Linked DNA regions of Danio rerio: region 2 is linked to region 1. The links are chromatin contacts, called in public Hi-C maps. All regions are on one chromosome and are shown on one strand. The core of a region is the stretch at or near the end of the contact, and the rest is flanking DNA. Distances in the headings are between cores, read along the strand shown.

The links. A called contact is a pair of places that touch in the nucleus more often than the background predicts.
Region 2: a contact with region 1 is called in a Hi-C map of an unstated tissue, with 4 times the contacts expected there. The contact joins the promoter of slc32a1 here to the enhancer-like site in region 1. A contact is called at or near these places in 5 of 18 Hi-C or Micro-C datasets (embryo, fibroblasts, hematopoietic stem cells and 1 more) and 1 of 4 datasets of contacts at active chromatin or transcription factors (gastrula embryo).

What each region holds. Positions count from the first base shown.
Region 1 is chr6:62,912,317-62,918,056 of GRCz12tu, forward strand. arhgap40 (Rho GTPase activating protein 40) reads left to right here. Exons shown (of 16, transcript XR_012408317.1): 16 at 4,814-5,010. All of the region lies in intron 2 of LOC141386393 (a long non-coding RNA gene), which reads right to left. Among named protein-coding and RNA genes, the nearest start is that of slc32a1, 46 kb to the right of the region's middle. Within about 2 kb of position 3,250, at least 7 of the 62 cell types and tissues checked have an H3K27ac peak or open chromatin away from gene starts, as enhancers often do.
Region 2 is chr6:62,957,487-62,963,226 of GRCz12tu, forward strand. slc32a1 (solute carrier family 32 member 1) reads left to right here and starts at 3,282. Exons shown (of 2, transcript NM_001080701.1): 1 at 3,282-4,086; 2 at 5,504-5,740. The coding sequence starts at 3,682. All of the region lies in intron 1 of LOC141386393 (a long non-coding RNA gene), which reads right to left.

The DNA of each region.
Region 1 (5,740 bases), core at 2,000-4,499:
TTGTTGTTGTTGTTGTTGTTTGTTTGTTGTTGTGCTTGAGATGTGATGCAGGTTTTGCAGTTGTGGGTTGGATTATTTATTACGGCAGTGTTGTTGAATGTGTTGTACAGATTGTGTGCCTCGCAGTATTACACACACACACTTGATGGTTCCTCAGAAACTGCGGGACGTCCTCTGGACATTAAAGCTGAACGTGTGTGTTTAAATGATTACCTACATTAAAATGATCTTGTACTACATTAAAGCACCTTCATCCTGCTCTTCATCTGCTGATAGCTGTATTCACATTGAGATGATGATGATGATGTCATTCAGATAGTGTTGTGCATTCTCACACACACACACACACACACACACACACTTACAATCATATATATATATATACACACACACACACACTTTCATACGTTTATACATATTCACACACACAAACAATTACATATATACATACACACAAACACTTACACAAATACACTTACACACACACACACAAACACTTACACATATACATAAATACACATACACACATACTGTACATACATACACACACTTATGCACACACACTTACATATATACATACATACACACACTTATACATATATACACACACACACAAACATACACACAAATACATTCACACACAAACATTTACACATACATACACACACACACAAACACACACTTACAAATATACATACATACACACACATATACATACATACACACTCACACACACACACACACACACACACACACTTACACATATACACTCACACACACACAAACACACACACATATACATATACACTCATTTACACACACACACACACACTCACATACATACACACTCACTCACACAAACAAACACTTACAAATATACATACATACACACGCACACACACACACATACACACTCAGTCACACACACACACACACACACACACTTACACATATACACTCACACACACAAACACACACTTACACATATACATACACTCTCACTCACACAAACACACACACGTATATATGCACACACACACACACTTACACATATACATACATACACATACATACACACACTCTCACACTCACACACTTACACATTTACATACATACTCTCACACACACTTACATATACACACACATACACACACACACACACACACTTACACATATACATACACACACTCACACACACTTACACATACAGTATATATCCTCACACACATGTAATGTAACAAGCACTCACACATTCACATACAAGTATATACACAAACAATCTCGAATGTTTGCTCGCACACAAATTCAAAAACACAAATGCTCTCTCACACACACACACACACACACACACACATACACAAACTCGTTTGTCATCGCAGCAGCTCATACATTCGTGAGATGGTGTGTTAGTGAGATCATGCTGTGTAATAGTGTACAACATCCATCACACACTGTCACTTTCATCCTGCTCCACACACACACACACACACACACACACACGGAAGTATCTCAGCTTTGTGAACATTACATTTCAGAGTCGTTTGCTAATGTTCATCTGACAGAATGAAGATGATCTGAACTCATATTAAAGCCACATGGCGTCTCTTCACACACTTAAAGCTCCCATTAAATTTAAAATAAAGTGTTTTAGATGTTAGTATCGGTGTTCGAACTGATATCTGTAATCTAGAGTCTCCAGAACAGTGACAAAACTCACATGTGGCAGATATAAACCTGGTATAAACATCGACAGTTTGCCTCTTTAAATGCATCAATGAGTTTCTCTGCCGTCTCCTCATACTTCAGTTTCTCATCTACTCTTCTAACCAATCAAAATGCTCTCTACTGTCTGACAGGCCCCGCCCTCTTTTTCCTCATTGGCTGTTTATTTGATGCACTTAAGCTTAAACATTCTCACTGGCAGAGCTGTGAGAAAAAGAAATGCTATTGGCTGTTTTTAAGGGGAGGAGCTACTATATGCCCCGCCCTCTCTATGCTTCAGTCGAGATTATGTCAAACATCGAATAAATGATGGACATTACAAAGCACTTAACGAGACATTTAACGATGAGCACTTCACAAAGACAACCACAACTACTGTTCAAAACAAAACCTTCAGGAGTTCACACTCAGCTGATAATTGATTATAAAGTGTGTTTGGCATGCTGTCCCGGAAGAGAGCCCAGAGCTAAAAAGATCGTCGAGCCTGGGGCTACCACCCGTTTGCAGGGTGAGAGGGGAGTTTGAGCTGAGGCAGATGTGGAGAACTCCCCTGCTGTAGTAGTTAATGAACAGATAGTGATCGCTCTTAAGAGAGAACTACTGACTAGCAGCATGTCTATGACTAATCCACATCAGCACCAGTTAACTTAAGCTGCATGTTTCTGGATGGTGGGAGGAAACCGGGGAACCTGGGGGAAACCCATGTAAACATGGGGAGAACGTGTAAACTCTGCACAGAAACGCCAACTAGCTTGTTGAGGACTACAACCAGTAGTGTTCTTGCTGTGAGCCAACCCATCTAGGAAAGGAGGAGGAGTAGAGGTGGAAGGGGGTATTCTTGAAGATGAAGATGGCTGTGATATGGAGCTGAGGGTGTTTATAGTGGATTAGGAATCGTCTGATTGGTCAATCATAAATTGGATAATGCGGGACCGGCTGCAGGTAATCATAAACACGTGATCCTCTCGACATTAGTGTATAAATAAATAAAAGACAAGATACAAACACCAGCACCAATCAAACCATCAGGATAAAAGTGTTGTTTGGTCTTGTTTTTAGGCAAATAAATAAAAACTCTTTAATTATGATGCATTTTATACACAAGTAAAAATATATTGTTTGGTTTTCAGAAATAATGATTGTAAATGAAATGAGTTTTTCCTTAAAACAAGCAAAATAATCTGCCAATGAGGGAAGGGAAATAATCAGATCATAGCTTCTGTTAAGGAAGAACTCACTCACTCTTCACTTATTTCTGAAAACAAGACTCGATTTTCACTTGTCTTGAAACGTGTCTTTATTGCAGTATGTTTAGACATTTAGATTAAAAACAAGACAAAAATACTCAGTAATTGCAGTATCAGCAGTCCTGATTGGTTTTCGGTGTGTTTGATAACATAAGGCGGTGTGTGTGTGTGTGTGTGTGTGTGTGTGTGTGTGTGTGTGCTGTTGTTCAGTGAGGGTCACAGTCGGCTGATCAGGGACAAAGACTGTAGAAGGATGTTCTGTCAGCAGTAAAATCAGATGTAGGTCACCGTTCGAGCCCGCGGAGCCCAGAGCCAAACACACAAACACTGATGCCCGCGGCTAACACATGACCATTTCCCATCAGCATACACACACACACACGCTCATCTACACACACAGAATACACATGTGCAAACCATAAAAACAGACACATATGCTCATCTACACAAACTCACACACAAATTACACACGTGAATACATTAAAAAACACACAACACACAAACATATGCTCATTTACACACACATACACACACACACAAACGCTCATTTACACGGAAACAAATACAGAATACACAGGTACAAACATTAAACACACAGACATGCTCATCTACACAGACACACACACACAGTGCAAACCTTAAAAGCACACACAACACACACACTCATTTACACACATGCGCGCGCACACACACACACACACACACGCACACGCACACACACATGCTCATTTATACACACACAGCATATACATGTGCAAACCCTAAAAACACAACACACACACGTGCTTGTCTAAACACACACACACATGCTCATCTATACAAACACACACACAGCATACAAATATGCAAACCTTAAACACACACACACACACACACACACACACACAGAATCCACGTGCAAACCTTAAAAGCGCAAACACAACACACACACTCATCTATACACACTCATCTACAAACATGCGCACACACACACACACACACGCTCATTTATACACACACACACACAGAATTTACATGTGCAAACCCTAAAAAACACACAACACTCACACACACATGCTCATCTACACACACTCACACACACACACACAGAATTTACATATGTAAACCCCAAAAACACACAACACTCACACACACATACTCATCTACACACACACTCATTTATATACACACACACACACACACACACAAAGCATATACATGTGCAAACCTTAAAAACATAACACACACACAGACACACGTGCTTGTCTAAACACAAACACACACACACAAACTCATCTAAATACACACACACACCATGCATATGTGCAAACCTTTAAAACACAAACACATACATGCTCATCTACACATGCACACACTCATCATAACACACAGAATACACATGTGCAAACCTTTAAAACACAAAACACACACATACACAAACAGACACACACACACACACACACACACACATGCTCATCCACACAAAGGATACAGAGAATTCACGTGCAAACATTAAAACACACACAAACGCACACATAAGCTAGTCTACACACACACAGAATACACGTTCAAACACATTAAACACACACTCATACACATGCTGACATTAATAAATACAACACACAGATATGCTCATCTTCACACACACATATGCTCAAACACACAAATGCTCTTCTACATACACACAGAACATTAAACGCACACACACACAAACCCATTTGATCATATATCACACACACATCAGCATCTCTGCGTATTCTCCTCCTGTGTGTGTGTGACATGACCTGTACGCAAACACACACACATTTTCTGGATGTTCTGAATGTGTGAGTTGTGTGATCTGTATTCAGTGTTCTCCTTTTCAGTCCACAGACTCTTAAATGAAGATGATGATGATGATGATGATGGTGAGATGTGGAGTGTGTAGATCTGCTGTTCAGCTCTGCTCATGTGCAGGATGTGGAGTGTAACGCTTGTGTTTGTGTGTGTGTGTGTGTGTGTGTCTCGCTGGCTTTTATAAACTGATTTATATTCATGATGTAATAAACACACTTTGATTTGAGTCTGTCTGCTGTCTCCTTATTTGTGTGTGTGTGTGTGTGTGTGTGTGTGTGTGTGTGTGTGTGTGTGTGTGTGTGTGTCCATTATCTCTGCTGAATGTGCTGTAAAATGACATCAGCAGCTTCACAACACTATCAGTGACAGGCAGACGCTCAAGAACAGCAGTGTGTGTGTGTGTGTGTGTGTGTGTGTGTGTATTGATCTGCGACCGCAGCGTTATCTCTCGCTCCGCGGTGATCAAGCGCTGATCTGATGGTCTACAGACGCGTTCATCACTGTATGCGTTCCAAGTGTGTGTCAGATTAATGATACGTTTCGTGTACGCTCATGTTGACCTTATTCTGTGATGCAGAAATAAACTGGTTTGCACTGTTTGTGGGTAACACATCACAAATGCCTTATTGATGAGGCCAGAGGTCAGAGGAGAATGGCCAGACTGGTTCCAGCTGATAGAAAGGCAACAGTAACTCAAATAAGCACTCGTTACAACCGAGCTCTGCAGAAGAGCATCTCTGAACACACAACACGGCCAACCTTGAGGCGGATGGGCTACAGCAGCAGAAGAGCACACCGGGTGCCGCTCCTGTCAGCTAAGAACAGGAAACTGAGGCTACAATTCACACAGACTCACCAAAACTGGACAATAGAAGATTGGAGAAACGTTGCTGCTCTGATGAGTCTCCATTTCTGCTGACACATTCAGATGCTCGGCTCAGACAACATGAAAGCAT
Region 2 (5,740 bases), core at 2,032-4,531, 45 kb after region 1:
TATACAGAATTATATATATATATATAATTTATTTATTTATTTTTAAGATGCTGTTAAATGTATCAGCACCATCTTGTGAAAAGCATCTAAAAAGGCAATGCAGTTTTTTCTACAAGAGCTGGACATGAAGATAACACTGAATCACATATGGACAGAGCGACAAAACACACCTGACTGATCCTGAATCAGCCTCTCTGGGGACAGATTGAGGATTATGTGAAGAATGGACTCCTGGGAGACACACAATGACCTCCTAATGCCCTCTATGAATTTTATGAGGAGTAATACACTGCAAACAAATTCTTTACTTGCTCAGAGTTTTTGTCTTGTTTCTGAATATCTACAAATTCTTAAATCAAGAAGCATTTTCTAGACAAAATACGGAAATAATATCAGAAATAATATGTTGAAAATTAAGTGAGTTTTGTATTAAACCAAGTCAAATACTCTGCCAATAGGGAAAGTGAAATGATCTCACCTCAAAATAAAAACAACATCATTTAACTCATTGTTAGATTATTTTGCTTGTTTTCAGGAAAAACTCACTTAATTTTCACTCATTATTTCTAACAAGACTTTGTTTTGGTGCTGTCTAGAAAATGTTTCTTGATTTGAGAACTGTTAGATATTTGGACTATAAACAAGACAAAAACCAAGTAATAACGCATGTAAATGCATTTTAACTAAATGAGAAGTGATGGACCACAGATTTATTCACATTATGAATAAGAATGACACATTTGTTAATATAGTTGCTCTGGTAAAATGCAGATAATCCAGCCATGGTGAAAGAAGCAAACAGAATGGGAATAATGGCAAGATTATGGATTGTAGAGGTGAGAAAATCAATGAGATGTTTTTCACGCTATGAGACAGGAGGCAGACTTGCACACCCAATATACACAAACACATTGAATACGATTAAAACACACTATCTTTGAGAAAAGTGGATAGAACATAATGTTTTAAATGGCTTTATAGTCTTCACATAATGCTCAGAAAGCCAGAATATTATATCTGATTAATTTTTGAATAGGGTAGATCAATATGTTTTTTTTTCACTTAAACCTATATTTTACCAGGAAAATATCCTAATTTGTAATCTATTTATTATATGATAATATATTATTTTAGGGTTGCTCCTGCATAGGGAATTCAAGGTGGCCAACTGCATTACATTTATTACCACATCCACCTTTTGACAAAAATCATGTATTTAATTACATTTAATGTTAGGCTCATAATTTAATATTTTACTTTACAGGAATAATGCTGAATAACTCTGATTATGTTATATTATATTAGCATTTATGTATTATAATATATTATAACATTAATGCAAAATATTAAAACGTCCATGATAACATAAGTCGTGCCTGTTTACCTATAAAGAAATCTAAACTGCATTGTTTAATCTGCATTCACATTGTAATCAGGTTTTTTTTCCTTCTAATGTGCTTGGTATCTGAGCTGAATTCTGTGTAAAAGCGCTGACAATCGCCCGTGTGCGCATGCGCCGTTCTTCAGACGATTGTGTTTCTGCGGCTGTAAATCCCGGAGCTCGAGCTCTGCGCGCGGCTGATAACGGCGCTCCGATTAACCCGTTCCACTCCCACCGGGAAACACAGGCCGAGAGGCCGAGCACAGCCTGCGGGACCAGGGAGACCTCCGGGGAAAACACCATTGCTGATTCAAAAGATTAGATACGGACAATACAGCAACGCTTCTGTTTATATCGCGTGCAAACAGCAGAATAACTCCGTGACACTAAACGAGGATCAGTGGAAAACACAGATTTGTTTATTTTTATGAAAATTAAATCTTGTCTGTGGAAAACTAATGAAATTAAATTAAATGATACATCAGATTCAATCTATTAGACAAACCAATTTTCTCAGCATTGCCCTAATTTACAGCTAACATCCTAAATTGTGACGCAATTTTAATAGTTAGAATATTTATCATGTCAGTATATTTTTACATATGTTCAATGTGTTGTTGTTTTTGTAAGTGTGTAGCATTTGTTTTTCAATCTAAGTACTATTCAATAGTGGATAAAATAAAGCGGGTCATTTCTAATTATTCGTTAACATTTGAGCTCCTAATGACACCAAATATGTTCGCAACCATCCCGACGATTATCTAAAAATAGTGGATTAATTTAGGATTTCATTTAAGGTTTATTTCTTTAAAGACCGGGTGTCGCTTTTTGCTTTAGATAAACGATTAGTCAGTCTCTTCAGCTCTTTTGAGAATAATATTAATACGTGATCATATTGTGATTATATAAAAAACTGAATAGGCTATTAAATATTTCCAAATATTTTATGCAAACGAATAAGAGAATATTGAGCTTGTATTATATTTTATAAAAGCATCCAGTTGTTTGCAGCAAGCCACAAATAAATGCTAAGAACAAAACTTAGAAAAGTCCACTTGGATATGATGATTATAAAACGACAAAAATGCTAATAAACGAAAAATCCATAAGAGATCAAAATTATAATTAGTTTAAATAGACTATTAACTTTTTTAACGTTTTTATAAAAACAGTGTCCCAAAACATGATGCAGAAACTCATTAAGGCAAACAGCCCAGCGCACTGCCCCGTGACAAATAATCCAAGAGAAATACGCGTGCTATTTTTCTAAATAAAACCAACACATCGCTTAACATAACTTGGTACTTAGCCATCAAAAAATCTCTATATCTATCAAATCTGCGACATGTTTCTTGCTCATTTCCTTGTCGAATAAAAGTAGGTTTTAAATCCGTTCAAGCTGCGAGTATTCCGACATCAACTCTACAAGCGTCGTCGAGGGTGGCACGTCTCCTCTTCTTGAAAAAAAGAGAGTAAAAACTGATCCTAAACATTCACGTGAAGCCATAAAAATGGAGAGTTCAAGCTGGGAAAAGAAAGGAAGGAAAAAAAACACAAGAACAGTTCAAGAACACTTTTTGTGTCCATGTGAGATCTACTCTGATGCTGGAGACGGTTTATATATACGTAAAGTTATGCAACACTATGAGACCCCGGATGCCATTGGGTGTTGTGACCAAGTATAGTGGGCATAATGAGATTGGAGAGGAAGGATGGGGTCCTGCAAGCACCTCCCCTAGAAATGCAGCAAATCTTTACCCCGTTTTTTTCCTCCCGTCGGTGCGGAGTAGCGCGCGCATTGGGAGCCGGAGACGCGAGACTAGCATTGGCAGGCTGACGGTGACACGTGCCTCCCTCTCAACACCCCCGAGCTCCCGTGTACCGCATTGGCATCAGCGACGGCCACTGAAACACAGGAGTCGAAGCTGTGCCACGGATACAGAGGACGGAAAGCCCGCGTAAAGCTGCGAGCATTCTCCTTTACGCACCGGACCATAAACTTGCTCTCGCCCGAAACGCGCGTCAAGAGTTCGGCCAGAATAGAGTGAGAGAGGAGCGGGCCAACAGGATGCGGGCGCCAGGCATCATCTACGTCTGAAAGTGACATGAACCACGGAATTAGCCAAAACAGCAGGCGTGATTTCAGTCAGAACCGGAGATAACGAATACGCGTCACCACGAGAGTCCGTTCTCTTCTCGCGCAGACAAAGAGCTCCGGTCACGCACTAAATCTGAAATATCTAGAGGAAAAAAACATTCGCTGAGGTATCTAGACACCTGTCTCGTTTAGCAGAACAATCATGGCTACGTTAATAAGAAGCAAGATCTCGAATAAGCTGTCCAACGCGGCCACTACCGTCACCAATAAGTCGCAGGCGAAGGTGAGCGGGATGTTCGCCAGACTGGGCTTCCAGGCCGCCACCGATGAGGAGGCTTTGGGTTTCGCCGCCTGCGATGATCTGGACTATGACCACAGGCAGGGGCTTCAAATGGACATCCTAAAAAACGATGAGATGGGGGGAGAGGGCGGCGGGGAAATGGGGGAAGATGGGATGGCCGAAGGGGACAGCCATTACCAGAGGGATGGAACGGGTCCACCGCCCTCAGCATCCAAAGACGGGGGACTTTGCTCCGAAATTGGCAACCCGGACAAGCCCAGAATCACTGCTTGGGAAGCGGGCTGGAACGTGACCAACGCGATCCAGGTAAAGGCGCATCGTCAGGCGTCACGCGTCATGGCGATGCATAGCTGTGAACAAATTCATGTCCTAAAGTTGTGTGGAAATGCGTAAAAGCGAGTTGCGGTATGAATGTGAACAGTCTGTTTTATTAAAGATGAGCTGTGCTTTTAAATGGCGTAGGTTTTTCTTGTGCTGATGTCGTGTTATAGTGAAGGACTTGAAGGAGGAACATAGGTTAAGGCAGGTTTATCAACGAGTTGAGCTTCAAAAAATAGTGCTCATGAAATATCATTCATTCGACCTATTAAACCTACATTAGGTATCAAGAGACGGAGATTCGTGTTGTTTGCGTGAGAAATTCCATCTATTTTCGACGTGCGTAAACTGGAGAGAGTAATGCTTCTTTTACATTAAAACATAAACAATATTTAAACGCATTTAAAATTGTAATATTGTACACATCGACTTGGAAAATACGTTCTCGAGTATTGCAAAAACGTGTTCACAATACTAAAAAACACGTTTAATCATGCGCACTTAAACCTCTTAATAGCCAATCTGACATCCGTGACGTGACTCCCTGCCTATTTGATTCATCCAGATGACGACACAATGAGGTGAGCGTGACTTTGCTCACAGCAAATGGAATTTCGGCACTGAATTCCTGCAGTGAACACAGGGCGCATTCCCTCCACACAAGTTCATTATTACCACAGTTATATTTGCAATAAAGCAGCCTACACAAAAAAAGCTTCATTTTACGCACCAAGTACCATATGCATTTGACTGGAGAATAGATAATATAGGTTACACCAAACAACCCACCATTTTACGCTTCAAATACTTGCGCGTTTAGAGAATAGAGAATAGACAAAGACAGTTACACCATAAAACGCACCATTTTACGCACCAAACACTATATGCATTTGATCAGAGAATAGATAATAAACCAGGTTAACCCGAAAAACGTAACATTTTACGCACCGATACCTTAAGCATTTGATCAGATAACAGATATTAAAGGTTACACCAAAAACGCACTATTTTACGCACCAAATAACTCATGCATTTGATCAGAGAATAGATAATAAAAAAGGCTATCCCAAAACGTACAATTTTACGCACCAAATACCCTGTGCATTTGATCAGAGAATAGATAAAAGCTACACCAAAAACCCAGTATTTTACGCAGCAAATACCTTATGCATCTGATCAGAAAATAGATATTAAAGGTTACTACAAACAAACGCACCGTTTTACGCACCAAATAACTTATGCATTTGATCAGAGAACAAAGAAGGTTACACCAAAAACGCAGCATACACTACAGGCATTTGATCAGAGAATAGATGTGTAGCGATGTTAGGTCACTTGTGAGTGATGATGTGCACAAAAGCAGCGGTCTGTGGTGTAAAGCGCTTGCTGTGCTTCTCTCCCGCAGGGCATGTTCGTGCTCGGGTTACCCTACGCCATTCTCCACGGTGGATATCTCGGACTGTTCCTCATTATATTCGCCGCCGTCGTGTGCTGCTACACAGGCAAAATCCTCATCGCCTGCCTCTATGAAGAGAACGAAGACGGCCAGTTGGTGCGAGTGAGAGACTCGTACGTGGACATCGCCAACGCCTGCTGCGCTCCGCGCTTCCCCGCGCTCGGAGGACACGTCGTCAACGTGGCA